Linked DNA regions of Capra hircus: region 1 is linked to region 2. Evidence: chromatin contacts called from public Hi-C data. All regions are on one chromosome and are shown on one strand. The core of a region is the stretch at or near the end of the contact, and the rest is flanking DNA. Distances in the headings are between cores, read along the strand shown. Region 1 overlaps ABR (active breakpoint cluster region-related protein). Region 2 has its middle 11 kb from the start of BHLHA9.

Evidence for each region. Hi-C and Micro-C count contacts between places; a contact is called where the count stands out from the background.
Region 1: a contact with region 2 is called in a Hi-C map of blood, with 4 times the contacts expected there. The contact joins two enhancer-like sites. A contact is called at or near these places in 3 of 5 Hi-C or Micro-C datasets (all in blood).

The regions. Positions count from the first base shown.
Region 1 is chr19:21,571,309-21,574,172 of ARS1.2, forward strand. ABR (active breakpoint cluster region-related protein) reads left to right here. Exons shown (of 23, transcript XM_018064362.1): 2 at 2,422-2,606. Among named protein-coding and RNA genes, the nearest start is that of ABR, 87 kb to the left of the region's middle. Within about 2 kb of position 1,258, at least 3 of the 5 cell types and tissues checked have an H3K27ac peak or open chromatin away from gene starts, as enhancers often do.
Region 2 is chr19:21,450,916-21,453,874 of ARS1.2, forward strand. No RefSeq gene overlaps it. Among named protein-coding and RNA genes, the nearest start is that of BHLHA9, 11 kb to the left of the region's middle. Within about 2 kb of position 1,571, at least 1 of the 5 cell types and tissues checked has an H3K27ac peak or open chromatin away from gene starts, as enhancers often do.

The sequences.
Region 1 (2,864 bases), core at 8-2,507, 120 kb after region 2:
GTAGTGTCTCTATCTTTTCTGTAGGTCTGTCTTTTCTGGTAGGAGATTCCAGGGTCTCTGGCTGGCTTCCTGGGCTGTTGGGGTCTCCTGGAGTATGAAATGAAAGGGGCAGTATCCAGGAGAATTTGGAGAGAGTTCTATGGGCATCCTTTCCACCCCTGGGCATCCCCGCTGCTGTGGCTTCCACTCTTCCCTCGCCTATTTGGTCAGCCTCCCCTGACAAGCAGGGCTTCTTCTCCAATCCTTGTACTGATGGAAAGAGATTCCTCTAGAAAGTAATGAGATTCAGAAGGGGAAAGATGGCATTTGGAGACAGACAGACTTGGGTTGAGATCCTTTCTGTGCAAAGCTCTCTGAGACTCAGAGACTCTGTCTGTGAACTGGCTGTAGTGAGAGCAGCTTCACCGACGTGGCTGGGCTGAGCTGTGGTCCACGGCCCCCACTCTGATACGGATGAATTGGGCACACATCGGGGAAGCTGGCAGCAAACTTCCCACCCGGCCATGACCCAGGCAGTTCCAGACTGTGCCGTAGAGTCCAGCCTCACCACCCTCCCTGTGGCCCCTCTGCCCTTGCCCTGGGGAAATGTCCTGAGAGTGAAGGCGCTGGTCCTGTGACCCCTGGGAACTGGTCAGTGTAGAGGAGAATCAGTGCAGCCTGCTGGAGTCTGGACTGTTGGCCAGAGCAGGGTTCACCACAGCTCACACCCCTGACCTTGACTCCAGGCATTAATAGGGCAGCCTGGAGCCTCCTGGAGGACAGACGGAGAGTTAATGTGGCGTTTCATTCCCTTGTGCTTCTCCAGAGTAAGTGGGTCTCACCAAACAACCAGGCCCCTTCACAGTGCCAGCCTCGGGCAGGCTGAATGCTGTGGCTTTTCTTCCTCCCTCTCGGCCCCTGGAAACAGCAGAATTCCTGTGTGCCCCCATCAGTGGGTCCCATTTCCCAAGTGCAGGGCACACGTATCCCAGCGGCTGGGCCGCTAGGTCCGGTGGTTCTTCACGTCGGTGCCTGTCCTGGGAAAAAAAATAATAGCTCACGGCCCTGACAGCTTAATGGGCCCTCGGCACAGGAGAGGAAGTCAGCAGGAACAGGTGCAGTGAGGCCGTGGGGGGCGGGGGGGGGCAGCCTCAGCTGCCAAAGGGACAGATTGGATTGAGTGTGGCCGTGGCCGGGCGCCCTGGTGACCTGTTGACACCATTCTCAGGCTGCCGGCTGCCCCGGGCGCCGGCATGTTGTGACAGCGGAGGAGCCAGGGCCCCCACCGAGAACTTGGCTCAAGCCTTGGACTCAAGCGGCACAGTGCATTCCTCTGCCCATTCAATCTCTGCACACGTGCCCAAGGCCCCGCCGCGTGTTGGCCGCGGGTGCTGGGCCCTCAGCGAGGGCTGACACCCAGTCCTCACCCCAGGGGTTCAGGGACAGATGGGCTGGATCACCAGGGGTGCTAGAAGGCCACACGCTGTAGGAGTTCCAAGCTGGGACGCCAGGGAGGGCACCCTGGAGGAAGTGATGTCCGAGCCGGTGATGGGACAGACCCCGCCAGGGTGGGGGTGGAGGAGAGACCCCCCCGCCACCGATGGAGTTGGATGGAGGCCTTTCTCAGGTGCTGTCCTGTCCCGGCTGCCCCGCGGACCCGGCCTGCTGTCCCGGGAGGGGGTGTCTGTGCGTGGGCTCTGGCCTCCGAGTCGTGCTGGCAGCGCCAGCAGGGTTAACGGCAGCTTGACTTCCCTACGGCCTTCTCTGCCCTCCTTCTCCGAAGGAAGCCTCCTTGGAAATTACAGAAAGTGCCGGCTTTGAGGACTCTGCTGTTCCACCAGGTTCCTGCCAGGCCCGGGCCGCCTTCTCGCCCACGTTCTGCCAGCCCTGGGCTCCGACCTGCGCGGAGCCTTGTTCCGAGGGGCGAGGGCTCCCTCGGGGGCCCTTCCTCAGCCCCCACCCCTCGAACCCTGCCCTGCTCCCCACCAGCCAGGGATGGGGCTCCGAGTACAAATGGTACCCAAGGAGGAGGGGCGCAGGAAGTGACATCGCTCGGCCCGCCCCCACCTCCCTGCTCCCTATAAAAAGCAAAATGGTGACTCAGAGGAGAGTTGGAAGCGTCCTGCCTCCTGCTCCCACTGCTAATTTTTAGACTTGGAATTAGGCAGGAGGCAAAGGAAACAGCAGCTCGAAGTACGCGACTGACATGTTATTAAGCGGGTGGCACCCGCGGAGCCGCCCCCCCTGGACTCCCCCGGGCCCCTGAACCGCAGCGCCGGGTGCCTGCCGGCGTCCCGGACCGCGCAGCCCTGCCCGGGCCGGGCGTGGATGGTGGGGCCGGGGCCATGGCAGCCGGGGGCCGCCGCCGCCGCCCACTGCGCTACCAGTCCCTGGCAGCCCTGGTGGAGGACTCTCAGTGGCCTTTCTTGTTCCTTGTCTCAGACTTCAGCTACGGGGCGGACGACTACGACGCAGAGGGGAATGAGGAGCAGAAGGGGCCCCCGGAGGGCTCGGAGACCATGCCGTACATCGACGAGTCGCCCACCATGTCGCCGCAGCTCAGCGCCCGGAGCCAGGGCGGCGGGGACAGCATCTCCCCCACCCCACCCGAGGGACTGGCACCTGGGGTAGGTACCCCTGCTTTTCCTTCCAGGTTGGGGAAGAGGAGGTTTTGGGGGAAAGGAGGGGTAGGCAGGCATGGGTGCTGTGGGACAGGCTCTGCTTAGGGTGCTCCTGGGGTGCTGGACTTGGGAAACTGGGGACTGGCCCTTCTTGGTGCCCTTGGGCATCTCATTCTGGTCCTGGGCTCTCAGACTAGCCCTCCACCATCACCCCTCGCCACCTGCTGCTCTCTGTGCCACCTGGTACCTGTCCTTGCCTCTCTA
Region 2 (2,959 bases), core at 321-2,820:
CTTTGAAAATATGGTGTTGTCTTCCTACTTCCATTGCTGTGGATCAGATGTCAGCTTCAGAATAACAGTTGTTCCTTTGAAGGTATTTTTTTTCCCAGATTGGTTTTGAAATCTTTTCACTGTTTTTAGTTTCTGATATATCACTATGACACATTGAAGTGTGTGGGTTTAAAAAATATATATGTATATCTATATTCTAGGATTTGTTGGGCTTCTCAGATTTGTGGTTTGTTACTTCTCAGATTGGCAAATTTCTTCAATTTTGTCTTTTCAGATATTGCTTCTGTTGCACTTCCTTTTTTCTCTTCTTATGGTTCTTTAATCACACATAGGACATTCTTTCTCCTTCACATCTATTCTTCTCACTTTTGCTTTACAGATAATTTTGTTGCATGTATAAAAACAATTTTGAGTACAAATGTTTACTCATATTTTTTTTAAGTAACTCCTAGAATTCTAAAGGGATTTATATAGGTAAATTAGTTCAATGCCCAGTTGTTGTTTAGTCAGTCATATCCGACTCTTCGGCAACCCTGTGGACTATAGCCCACCAGGCTCCTCTGTCCATGGCATTTCCCAGGCAAGAATACTGCAGTGTGTTGCCATTTCCTTCTCCATATTCTACAGATCATTTTAAAAAAGCATCTCCATATGCTTCAGTTTAATTTGAGCCTCCTAATTTCTGCTGTGGGCAGGACAAGATGCCTCTTTTGCCAATAAGAACTCTTTTGTCAGCCAGGCAAAGGCGTTTGCCCAAGGTCACACAGGAAGACAGTGAATCAAGTGGTAGCAAAGAGGCAGGATAACCTACTCCTAAAAGTTTAAGCTCGGGGGACAGATAGCCAGGGGTATGAGTCCTGGATCTGCTACTCAATTGCCTAGTATGGACCAGTCACTTAATCGCTTCTTGCTTGGATTTCAACGTCTGCAAAATGGGGACCAGAATGACTAACTGGCAGGGCTGTTTGGGGAAGTTCATTAGATAATATATGCCAGATTCCTGGCACTGAATAGGTGCTCAATAAATATTTGATGAATGAATTAATAAAGTGTTTAGCCAGCTTGGCGCACAGTCTCTCAATCAATGTTAGCTATTGCTATTATGCGTATATTTTATTTATTTGTAAATGTATTCATTTAGTACTATTAATTTTGTCATTTCAACAAGGCCCTCTGAATTTGGGATCCTCTCTGGTCTCCGGTGCTACCCCACACACACCACCCCCCCCAGTCAACCCCATCACCTCTGCCCCTCCAGGCTCTTCTAGACTTTCCCAGCCCCAACTATAAATCAAGCTCTGCAGACCCTGGGTCTGTAATTAACAAGCCGAGGTGGGCAGGTCTGGGGTAGTCACACCCCACCCCTTCCTAGGGGCTTCCTGCTCTATTCTCTCCAAAAGCAGGAGGGAGAATGCAGGCAGCTGGGGGGTCTCCTACACATCCCTGATTTACCGAGCTCTGTGTGAAGGAGATTTATGGGCTATGACCCGGAGCTGGGACTGTGAGGAGGGCGGGACGCAGAGAGAGGGGACCCAGTGGTCACCTGCCTACATTCGGCGGGGTGGCCACACACGTCCTGCCACGATTCCGGCTCAGGGGCCCCGGGTCCTGGCTCCTCCTTCACCCGTTCTCCCCGGGCCAGATCTGTCTGGTCTCTCTGAGCTGGGCGATCCATGGGCCCACTGACTCTTGACATCCTGCAGCTTGTGGTATCTGTCACCATTTTTCAGATGAGAAGACGAAATCTCAGACTTCATTTGCCCTGACTACAAAGCTTCAGGGTTTTTTTTTTTTAAATTCCATCCCTATTACTTCTTGTGGGTCGATATAAAAATTTCCCTCCAATTCAGCTCTGTCCCTCCCCCATAAAGGAAAGAGCCACCTGCTTGGGTTGGGTCAGGGAAGTGGGGAGAGGGGGCAGACATTCTCTGGGCACTGCAGAAGCCTCCCTTAGCTTCAGGACAGCCTTTTGCATGACTGGTTTCATGCCCAGTTCATAGATGTGGAAACAGAGCCTCCCAGAGGTTTAACGATTCCTAGGAGGTCAGGTCAAAACTCCTCTCTGGCTCCCCATCTTGGTGGATTGAACAAAACCATCATTCACCTGGGCTTCCCTGGTGGCTCAGACGGTAAAGAATCTGCCCACAGTATGGGAGAGATCCCCGAGAGAAGGGAATGGCTCCCCACTCCAGTACTCCTGCCTGGAAAATCCCATGGACAGAGGAGCCTGGCGGGCTACAGTCCATGGGGTTTCAGAGAGGTGGACATGACTAAACAACTAACACACAAAAAACACACACAAATATCATTCTCCTAGTTGCTCCAGCTAAACCTCCAGGGACTGTCCAATGCATCTCCCCCACTCGCTGTCCACCGCACTCCCATTTACTCACAAGCCAGTGGTCCAGCTTGTCACCTTTGCATCCCAGGTCCCCGTCCAGTGTTTCCGCTCCTCTTCACCCTCACGGCCACTGCTCTGTCCAAGTCTCATGGTAGAAGAGTCCCTGCACTGCTCTTACTGGCCTTCTTGCCTCAGTCTACCCACCTTTCATGCCTCCCTCCTCCACTCAGTACCCCCTCCACTCAAGGTACCATTTCGAGGCAAATATGGTCACTTGCCTCCCGGCCATGATGGCAGTGTCAACCCAAGCACTTCACAGAGTTCGTTCTGTGGGTGCAACAAACATTCTCTGGATAAACACATTTGGAAAATGATGGATTTGGGCAAAACCAGGCAGGTTTCTTTGCTGACTCCTGGGATTCTCCAGTGTGCTAATACAGAAATGGAAATAGTTTTCAGCTTTGCCAAATTTATTGACAGAAGATCCTCTCCTCACGTCTCCCAGGGCAAGCTTTCCAGCATACAGACCTGCTGAATAATTACTAACGGGTTGATTGTTAATTGAAACCAGGTGGGAATACGGCTTCAGCTCAGTAGGGAGGAACTTCAGGTAGCCTC